Linked DNA regions of Mus musculus: region 2 is linked to region 1. Evidence: chromatin contacts called from public Micro-C data. All regions are on one chromosome and are shown on one strand. The core of a region is the stretch at or near the end of the contact, and the rest is flanking DNA. Distances in the headings are between cores, read along the strand shown.

Region 1 (4,979 bases), core at 630-3,129:
AGCCTGGTCTACAAAGAGAGTTCCAGGACAGCCAAGGCCATACAATGAAATTTTGTCTCAAAAAAAGCAAAAACAAAAACAACAAAAAAAGAATTTCAGTTACTCCAAAAGGTAAAGCCATTGTGATCAGATCTATATTATGAGATGTCCATCCCAGCACAGAGACCACAGGTGTCAAGCCCTCTAGATGCAAGAGACCAATGTGACTGCAACAAGGAGGTGGTGCTGAAGATGAAGATTCAATATTTAAAAGGCAAACATCAATAGGACCTCATAAAAGATGTCGAATGAGGAATAATAAGAACTTAACAAATTTCAACTCCTATAAAATAGGATCAAAACATGTACGAGGACCTGGTTTTGGGGAGTTTTTTTGGTTTTTTGGTTTTTTTTTTTTGAGAGGATAAATCACAAATTTCAACTATGTCAACATGATTTAATTCCCAAATATAGAATGTATTTGTATAGCAATGTCCTACTGTATGGAATTACAACACATCTGTATTACATATGTAATCGTCTCTGACAGACAAAATGAATGATCTTCACATGTGCGTAGGTATATCTGAACAGAATAAAGCTCTATGTGTTCAGTTAGGCTCCTTTCCTTTGCATAACCACAATCCCCTTCTCCTCCAACCTTTATTAAGGAGGGGAAAGCCTTCAAAGTCGAAAAAGAATCTTCCAAGCAAACACCAGAACTGCTTGGGTTTTGTAATGGCTGACTGACTTACAGCATCTTTGTTAAATTGCTTTCTCTGAACAGAGGCGCACGACTCAGAAAACTTAAATACGGCGTTTCAAAGTGTCATCACACAATCCCTGGTTTTGATGTGCAAAGAAAAACCTCTAGCTGATAATTTACAATCAAAATCACTTTAAGGAGCTGGTCTGGAGTCTCTTCAATCCTGTTGAGAAAGGGAAACACTGTGTGTCCTTAATTACTGATCACAGGTAACGCGTCCATGCGAATCCCAAGAAGTTTCTGCAAGCTTTATCTGTCTAAACCTTTTTCTGTAGCTTAAACAGGCGCACTGGAGCCCCCATGGGGATTTCTTTCTCTCAAACCTTATCTGCCCCACCCACCTCACACACACAATAACCGTCCAGTCCAGAAAGACAACTACCATCAGAGAAAGGCGTCCGAAGTGCAGGGCCTTAGCCGGTGACCCCAGCTATCGGAACCAAGTATCAGAAACGAGGGGGGCTGTCTCAGCAGTCCCGGAGCACTGTCCAATTTCCCAAAAGGATACGGAGATCTCCACGGCGGAAACCCGAGCTCCTGCGCCAGCTCTGGGGACTCTCCCAGCAGCAGAATGACCCAGGCAGCGGGGCTCCCGTCGCCCGAAGGCCTCGCCCAGAGTCACCGGCCTCTGAGATCCGCTCCCTCCCGCTTCTCGCTACCTGGATCCGGCTTCCCGGGCCACCCACCGCCAGCCCGCCCGACCCGGCCCGTCACTAGGCAACAGTAGCAGCCGGGAGGCCCGGGGAGACCCGTAGCCCGCAAGCTGGCCGCAGACCCAGGTCGCCCGGTGCCCGAGACAGGTCACTCACCTCGCAGCCGGCTACCTGGAGGGGCGGTGCTGGGGCCGGTCCCCCGCCGGCTCCCTCAATGCCTCCGGGCTGTGACTGCTCGGGCCGCGCTCCTGGCCGCCACCGAACGCTTACTCCATCTCCTCCGTCACCCCCGAGTCCGCAGAACCCCGAGATCGAGGAGTAAAGGGGGAAGGGAGGGAAGGGACTAGGGAAGAAGAGCACGGTAGGGGGAAGAGCACCGAAAGACCTGCCCGCTCCTGCATGACGTCACTTCCGGGCGGTTCGGAAGGGTAAGGCTTGGCTTCCCTCCGCCCTCCCCGAGGCGGAGTGAGGCGGGGCTCCCGGGGCGGGGGTGGAGCCAGCCCGGGCCTCTGCTGACAGCCGTACCTGTGACTCTGATCACTAGTCTTCGCGGGCAAGACCAGCTTTCCGGGGCCCCAGGCTAGGAAGCCCGAGTTTCTGGAACCATAGAAGGGGATTCTCCAAGATAATGAGGACAGGTAACCAAATGTATATTGGAGATGACTGACAGTGACTTGATGGCTGGACACTGCAGCTCTGGTTGTGAGGCCCCTCCCCTTTTCTGTTTCCCAGGCCACCTGCCCTTGCTGGTCTAGTGACTGATTACATAGGACTCAGCTTTCTCTGACTTTCTGCTAAGTGACCTTAGAACCTAGAAAAGCCGTGCTTCTCACACAGGGCCGTGTTAAAGTGCAGATTCTGCTGCACAAGTAGGATCGGATGCTCTGCGTTTCTAAGACATTCTCAGATAACCCCGGTGCCACAGTTCCACAATTAGAGCAACAAAGATTATTTATCTTACGTGCTTAATGAAAGAAGTAAATTGTTCTGAAAAATATACCTAGGTGAAACTGGGCACAGCCTCTGTCTCCCTGCTATCCATCCAAGTAACCCGTACATAGTAGTAGGACTACTACCACCCTAACTAACCCTAACCCTGCCTCTCCTGTCTCTGCTCTGTCCCTGGTTCAGGTTAAAATGTCTTAAGATGGGTAATAGGGTAGATTCTATTACAAGAAGAATTGGAGGAGGGGGAGGAAGAGAAGAGGGAAGAGGATTATGGGGTGTGTGTGTATGTGTGTGTACATGTTTGTGTGGTGTGTTTACATGTTTGTGTAGGTACAGCTGTATGTACACACGCCAGAAAAGCTCGAGGCTAGAGGTTAGCCTTAGGAGTTGTTCCTGGGGAGCTGTCCATGTTTTTGAGACAAGGTCTCTAAATAGAACCTGGTGCTTTGCCTTTCTCTTATCTCTTCAGCTGTGAAATTAGGAGCACCCACCACCAAGCCTGGCTTTTTAATGTATGTTCAGGAGATCCAACTTAGATCTGCATGCTTAGAAAGTTATCATCTCACTAGCTGAGCCTTCTCTTTCCAGCCCCAGAAGGGTGGACTTTTATTTCTGTCCTTTTGCCAAGAGCATCTTATAAGTTATGTGTTGGTAATGTTACTTCTAGTTCTTCGTGGTCAAGAAAGGAAAGGCTTAGATTCTTGTATTCTGCACACAAAACATCTAGAAATCATGTTCTCTATATTTCAACTTTTTCTTTCTTACATGCTTTAATTTCATATTTTACTGGGGTAGGAGGAACTAGTTTATCTCTACTAAACATGAGTCTCTTTTTTGGAGTGATAAAATGGCCTGGGGTTAGATGATAGCAGTGATTGTACAAGGTTGCCAACGCACCAAGAAACACTGAATTAAACATTTTGACAGAATCCTAGTGAGCAAACCTAATCCTTTGCAGACCATGTGAGAATAGCTATCACAGGATATTTGAACACACTGTGAACCTCTGAGATTGTGTTACTTGCTGAAAAGGAAAAAGAAAAAGAAAGAAAGAAAAAGAAAAAAAGAAAAACCTGTTTCTAGTTGTGGTATGGCTCAGTCCTAGCACATACCTTTAATCCAAGAGCTTTCTGTTTATTGTAAACAGGATTACATTAAGTCATCGGTAGGTCAAGAGGCAGAGCAAGCTTTAAGTGAGGTAGGCAGGAGGTGTAAGCGAACTTTCCTCTTCACATACAGCACAGGCACTTTTGCTTCCTCTGGTGAAGAAGGGCTGCGAATGCCAAGCATTTAAGTATCTCTGCTCTAAATATTAGTCTTCCTTGGAGTCTCTTCCAGTTCTTCTTCCTTCTCTACATACCTTCTTTAGGCACCCAGTATGTTCTTGATTCTGTGACGATTTGATGAAAGAAATGCAGTAAAGGTTGTAACCATTAATGAAATATGGCTGCATCCCACCTGACTGCCTGTGGTGGTTAGAATGAAAGTGGCCCCCATAGGTTCATAGGCAGTGGCACTATTAGGAGACATGTCCATGGTGGAGTAGGTGTGGCCTTGTTGGAGGAAGTGTGTCACTGGGGGAGGGGGGCTTTAAGGCAGTCTATAACAATATATATATATAGCTAATAAGCTTTCTTAAATTATCATCAAAAGAAGACAGATTAGGCTTCCAAATAAAGGGTCAGTGTATATGATAATTCTCAGGTTAACACATTCTAAGGGTAATACAGTCGGCATAATAGAGTAAATTTCTGCTCTGAGTCTCTAGATAACCTTGGCTATGTTGGCTTTTAAAATGAGAAAGTATATCAGTTCCTCAGAAAACAAAAAGCTTCTCTCGGTATAAATATTTAAAAGTGCTCTCCATGATAGTGTTAGAGTAAATACATTAAAAATGTATATGTGATATATCCTCCATAGTAGGTTTAGAGCACTGATTCTCAGCCTTCCTAATGCTGGGACCCTTAATACAGTTCCTCATGTTGTGGTGGTCCTCAACTATAAAATTATTTTGTTGTTACTTCATAACTATAATTTTGCTACTGTTATGAATTAGAATGTAAATATCTGTGTGAATAACAGGTTTACATTGCTGCTTTATGTGTTTTTAGTTTGGCCCCAAACAGAAATATATTTTCTATAATATATTTTCTACAATGTAAAAACATGACTTGGGGCATTTTCTTTATTTGCATCTATTGATCAATTTAAATTAATTATTCTCACTCTTAATAATTGTTTAGAAATGGAATAATTTTATTGTATCGAATATGTGTTTTCATTTGTTACTCTTGACAGTTGAATTGTTTTCTTTCTTAGCTGTGAAGGACATCTGGAAACAACAAACAGTCACATCTCCTTAAATGGATCCACTTTCCGATCTTTGAAAATACTTTAGAGCCTCCAGTTAAAGTGTAAACTTCCCAGCTAAGTGAAGATGAAGATCTTGTCATTTCTAACACTTGTATAAAAAGAGAGGTTATTCAAACTCAAGTGAGTAGTCAAAATTATACACTGTCAAATAATTTATAACTAAAAGATCTCCTATTTATTTCTTCTTGGTACCTTAAGATATGAGAACACATCTATTGTATAAGCTGATGGCCCCATCTCTAGTTTATGAATTGACTGAA
Region 2 (5,002 bases), core at 739-3,238, 1.4 Mb after region 1:
CAACTTCAAAAAAAAATTTTTTTAAGACATCAAATGTTGCACTTGCAAAAATAAAGAAGTCATTCGTTTGTGCGCCCACAACTGGAATGAAACTAACTGAAGAAAAAAGGAAAATCAAAGAAAAAGAAATGACCAGAAACAAGACTAACATTTTTAGTTTCCTAAAAGTTTCTCAGCCGGGCATCGTGGCCCACGCCTTTAATCCCAGCACTCCGGAGGCAGAGACAGGTGGATCTCTGAGTTCGAGGCCAGCCTGGTCTACAAAGTGAGTTCCAGGACAGCCAGGGCTATGCAGAGAAACCCCGTTATGAAAAGATTTTTGGTTATGTCCAATAATTAAGCAAAAACCAAATACTCTACCGGGCAGTGGTGGAGCACACCTTTAATCCCAGCACTTGGGAGTCAGAGGCAGGTGGATTTCTGAGTTCAAGGCCAGCCTGGTCTACAGAGTGAGTTCCAGAACAGCCAGGGCTACACAGAGAAACCCTGTCTCCAAAAAAAAAAAAAAAAACAAAAACAAAAAACACTTTGACAACTAAGTTCCAATTTTCTCTAGCCTTACTGAACTCATATACATAAATTATATATATATATATAATATTTTTTTTGTTTTGGTTTTTTTTTTTTTTTTTTTTTTTTTTTTTTTTTGGTTTTTCGAGACAGGGTTTCTCTGTATAGCCCTGGCTGTCCTGGAACTCACTTTGTAGACCAGACTGGCCTCGAACTCAGAAATCCACCTGCCTCTGCCTCCCGAGTGCTAGGATTAAAGGCGTGCACCACCATGCCCAGCCATAAATTATATAAATTTTAAACAACTTTTTTCAAACTTTACACAAACTGGAATACTATGGGCAAATTCCCAGGGCCACAACCTCTTTGTGGCCACAACAAAACAGAAAGCCAAAACTGGTCCGAGATACAGACCACAATATAAAGGCTAAGTCTATCCAGGAAAACAGTAATAGTGGTCTACTTCCTCCTTAGATAATTTCTCTTCCTGGTACAAGAGCAGGAGGATGATTACCAAACATCCCGCGTCCCCTGATCTTTCAGTCCCTGGGAGCTACAACAGAACTTGCAAAGAGCCTGCCCAGAGGAGCTTGGGGAGGTGAGACCGAGGCAGTAAACTTACCCAAGCCTTTGCACCGGAGTTGTGCTGGGAAGAGCAGCCGGGGGAGGGTCACTGATGATAATCGAAAGAAAGCAGCCCAGGGAGGGTCACTTATGAGACTAGATTGCCAGAAAGCAGCCGGGGCTCCCGCCTGGCTTCCGGCGACCCCGCGCCCCGGGCAGGTCCTGACACCTCCCTGGGTATCAGCTGCTCGGGGCGCAGGGTGGATGCCCGGGATCTCCAAGCGGCGTCGAGGGGTGGTCACCTCGGTGGGCTTGCCTCGGGCCGCACCAGGGGAGGGTACCGGGACCCAGGGCACAAAAGCACGGCCACTCCAGTCGCCGCTTCACCCCTCTGGCGGGAGCTGCCCGGGCGGGAAGCGGACGCCGCTCGGAAAGCCGCTGCGACTGTCTCAGATCGTCGCCGGTGGCTGATGGCACACACCCCTCGCTGCCGACCCCCACACACCCCTCTCACACCCTTCCGCGAGCGGAGTGAGACGTCTGCTCCTCTAGCTGCCTCCTGGTCTCTGCCTCAGGACCGCGGAGCACTCAAACACCGCTGGGCCCGCCCAGTCCACACAGCGCGCGCCCGGGCACGCAAATTCACTCGCCCAGGGCCCGCCGCCGCGGCCGCGCGCGCGCGCCCCGCCCGGCGCGTGACCGCAAGCCCTGGTTGAGCGTTCTCGCATGCGCGGTGGGGTGGGGCTAAGCCGCGGGCTCGCGCCCAGCTAGACGTGGCACTCTCGGCCCCGCCCCCTCTACGCGCCTCTCCGCAACCTGCGCGCACCCGCGAGCTTGGGTCTCCCGCAGACTCAGTCGGGTAGCGGAATCCAGAGGCGGGGCCAGCCGCTTGAGGGCGGGGCACAGCCTTGGTGGGCGTGGCCTTCCGAAGCTGCTCTGCAGCCACGTCCCACGGCCCCCCTCCAAAGCCATCCTGGCTTCAAGATCTTCAGGGATCCAGACATGTCCGAAGTGAAGAGCCGAAAGAAGCCGGGGCCCAAAGTGGCTGCTCCTGAGCCCGAGAAGCGGAGTGATGGCAGGAAAAACCCCGAGGCGCGGGGGGACGCGGGCTGGGCGGACCCCCGCACTGGGCTCAGCCTGCTGTCTCTGGCGATGACCCTGGGCCTGGCCTGGTAAGTGTGCGATGCTGCAGGCCGTGGGTCGGGCCTCGCGTGGGCGCCTAGCACCTCGAGCCAACCCACTCTCGCTTGAATACGCTCTTTTAACAATGTTCTGGTAGCATGCTCCTGTCGCTGCCCTCTAAAGTCTGGGAACATGTCACCCAGGACTCGGCCCACACTTTATTAAGCATCTACTACTGCACGTCACAAGTTTGCACATACCTAAAAACCACTACTTCCCGTCCACTCTGTAGCTTTGCGGATGAGTTTGCTCCACCCTCCACCAAAAATCGCACTCTTAAAATGTCTGCAGCCTAATAAAAAAAAGTTCGTTGTTGCTGAGCGATAAATGCTAATGAGACTTTCTCCTATTTAGAGCTGTGTGCCTACATTAAAACTATAGTCCTTTTTTAAAGATTTATTCTTGTTTATGTGTATGAGTGTCAGTGTATTTGTGCACGTGTGTGCAGGTGCGCGAGGATCCCGCAAGAGAGTGTCAAATCCAAGAAGCTGGAGTTACCAATGGTTGTAAGACACCAGACATGCATGTTCTTAACAGCTATAAAAGACTATATAGTCTTACTCCTAAATTACAAGTTGAACTGTATGTAACATTGTAAAGAATATGTTTTCCCTTAAGACTAAACATTCGTGTTTTCTTATTGTTGTTGTTTTAGTTTTTTGATACAGGGTTTCTCTGTGTAGCCCTGGCTGTCCTTGAACTCACTTTGTAGGCCAGGCTGGCCTGGAACTCAGAGATCTGCCTGCCTCCACCTCCCTAGTACTGGTGTTAAAGGCATGTACTACCACAACCTGGCTGTATGACACATACAACCCAGCTATATACATGTATTTTTACACTTTATTTGCAGTAGTGGGGGCACCGCCATCCCGCTCAACATTTGTAGCTTTGAAACCAAGCATATATTAGTGATATATTAGTGTAAATGTGGAATAAGAGAGCTAATAGAATTCAGAAAAGACTCTGGATATCCTCCAGGGTAGAGTAGTTTTGATGCAGGTTTATTTCCAGCTTAGTTTATTGGTGACACCCTGAGTCCTTGAGTTTTTTGTTTTTTTTTTTTTTTGGGGGGGGGGGTCTATGGTTGAGTGGTTGGTTTGGTTTTTTGAGAAAGGCTCTTAGGTAGCCTAGGTTAGATTAGAACTCACTATATAGCCGAAGGTGACATTGAACCCCTGATCTTCCTGCCTTCACCTCCCAAGTGCTAGGATTATACTAGGCATTTGTACTGGGTAATGCTTGAGTACTGGGTTTTGTTATAAGTTAATAAAAACGTGTTCAACTGAAATACAGATCATTGTCCTCTTTAAAAAGAACTTTATTTAATGATAGTGTTAGTATTTGAAGAATATATTAATTCTGATCTAAATGTGTTGGATTTGCTGTTTTAAATAAACTATGCATACCTTAAAATGCATGCCTTTTTAGGTAAATGGGGACATGGTACATTTTGTATTGGGAAAGAATATTACTGAGTTATTGTTAGTTCTCTGTAGGGCAGTGTTTCTCACCCTGTGGGTTGAGACCCCCACAGGGGTAACATATCAGATATTTATATTGTGATGCATAATGGTAGCAAAATTACAGCTTTGAAATAGCAATGAAAATAATTTTATGGTTGAGGCTCACCACAACATGAGGAACTGTATTAAAGGGCCACAACTTTAGGAAGGCTGAGAACCACTGCACCAGGGCTTAATACAAGTGGTTTTAGTTGCTAAATTTATTCCTCTAGTTCCCGTTAATTAGACAAAGCCTCATAATCCACTAAGAAACTATGTCATAGAATGTTCAGCTTTTTTGATAATTCAAGTTCAAAAAATGATTCCGTTGAGTCAGCAAGATGGTACATTTGATAAAAGCATTTGCTCTGCAAAGCCAAAGGACAGCCTGAATTCTATCCCCAGCATTCACACAATGGAAAAAGAGAACTGAATCCCCAGAGTTGTCCTCTGACCTCCATACATGCACAGTGGAACACCTGTGACCACACACAGAGAGACAAATAAAAATAGTAATGAGGTGGAGGGCAATTGAGAAAGACAACCAGCTTCAGTCTCTGACTTACACACACACACACACACACACCACAACACACACACCACAACACATACACACACCTTAAAAAGTTGTGCTTCATCTTAGGGATTTAACATTAAGGGTTAAATTAAAGACAAAACATGTTAGTTACACTGATTAGAAAGGTTATTTATAAGCTGAGCTTTGTCTCTCCAAAGTGATTTTTTAAATGTCAAATCAAAATTATAAAGCAAGAGTGTAAATCTGTATCCAAAACTTTATCTATTTACGTTCATTAAGAAAAACTAATAGTGCCGGGTGGTGGCGGCAGCGGCGAACGCTTTTAATCCCAGCACTCGGGAGGCAGAGGCAGGCAGATTTCTGAGTTCGAGGCCAGCCTGTTCTACAGAGTGAGTTCCAGGACAGCCAAGGCTATACAGAGAAACCCTGTCTCGAAAAAAGCAAACAAACAAAAAAACAGAAACAAAACCTAATAGTGATATATTATTTTAAAATAACATACAGTTAATATATTTGGAGTTATTTAAAATTTATATTGAGAAATGTATGTATTTTCAGTATTGCTGTAGACAAACATCTACATAAGACTGTTCCATTGTTGTCTTATAATCAAACAACTTTTATAATAATCATTTTTATTGTTACAATATTTTATGAATTTTAAAGAATATGATAAAAATCGAAAAGTATTGCAGGTTTAGAAGGG

What was found. Hi-C and Micro-C count contacts between places; a contact is called where the count stands out from the background.
Region 2: a contact with region 1 is called in a Micro-C map of embryonic stem cells, with 5 times the contacts expected there. The contact joins the promoter of Ikbip here to the promoter of 1500026H17Rik in region 1. A contact is called at or near these places in 2 of 39 promoter capture datasets (hippocampal neurons and neutrophils), 2 of 484 Hi-C or Micro-C datasets (CD4 T cells and embryonic stem cells) and 2 of 115 datasets of contacts at active chromatin or transcription factors (embryonic stem cells and large pre-B cells).

The regions. Positions count from the first base shown.
Region 1 is chr10:89,684,484-89,689,462 of GRCm38.p6, forward strand. 1500026H17Rik (RIKEN cDNA 1500026H17 gene) reads left to right here and starts at 1,880. Exons shown (of 3, transcript NR_130956.1): 1 at 1,880-2,036; 2 at 4,666-4,839. It overlaps Scyl2 (SCY1-like 2 (S. cerevisiae)), which reads right to left and starts at 1,811. Exons shown (of 18, transcript NM_198021.3): 1 at 1,555-1,811.
Region 2 is chr10:91,081,051-91,086,052 of GRCm38.p6, forward strand. Ikbip (IKBKB interacting protein) reads left to right here and starts at 1,989. Exons shown (of 3, transcript NM_026166.2): 1 at 1,989-2,246. The coding sequence starts at 2,077. Apaf1 (apoptotic peptidase activating factor 1) reads right to left here and starts at 1,693. Exons shown (of 27, transcript NM_009684.2): 1 at 1,133-1,693.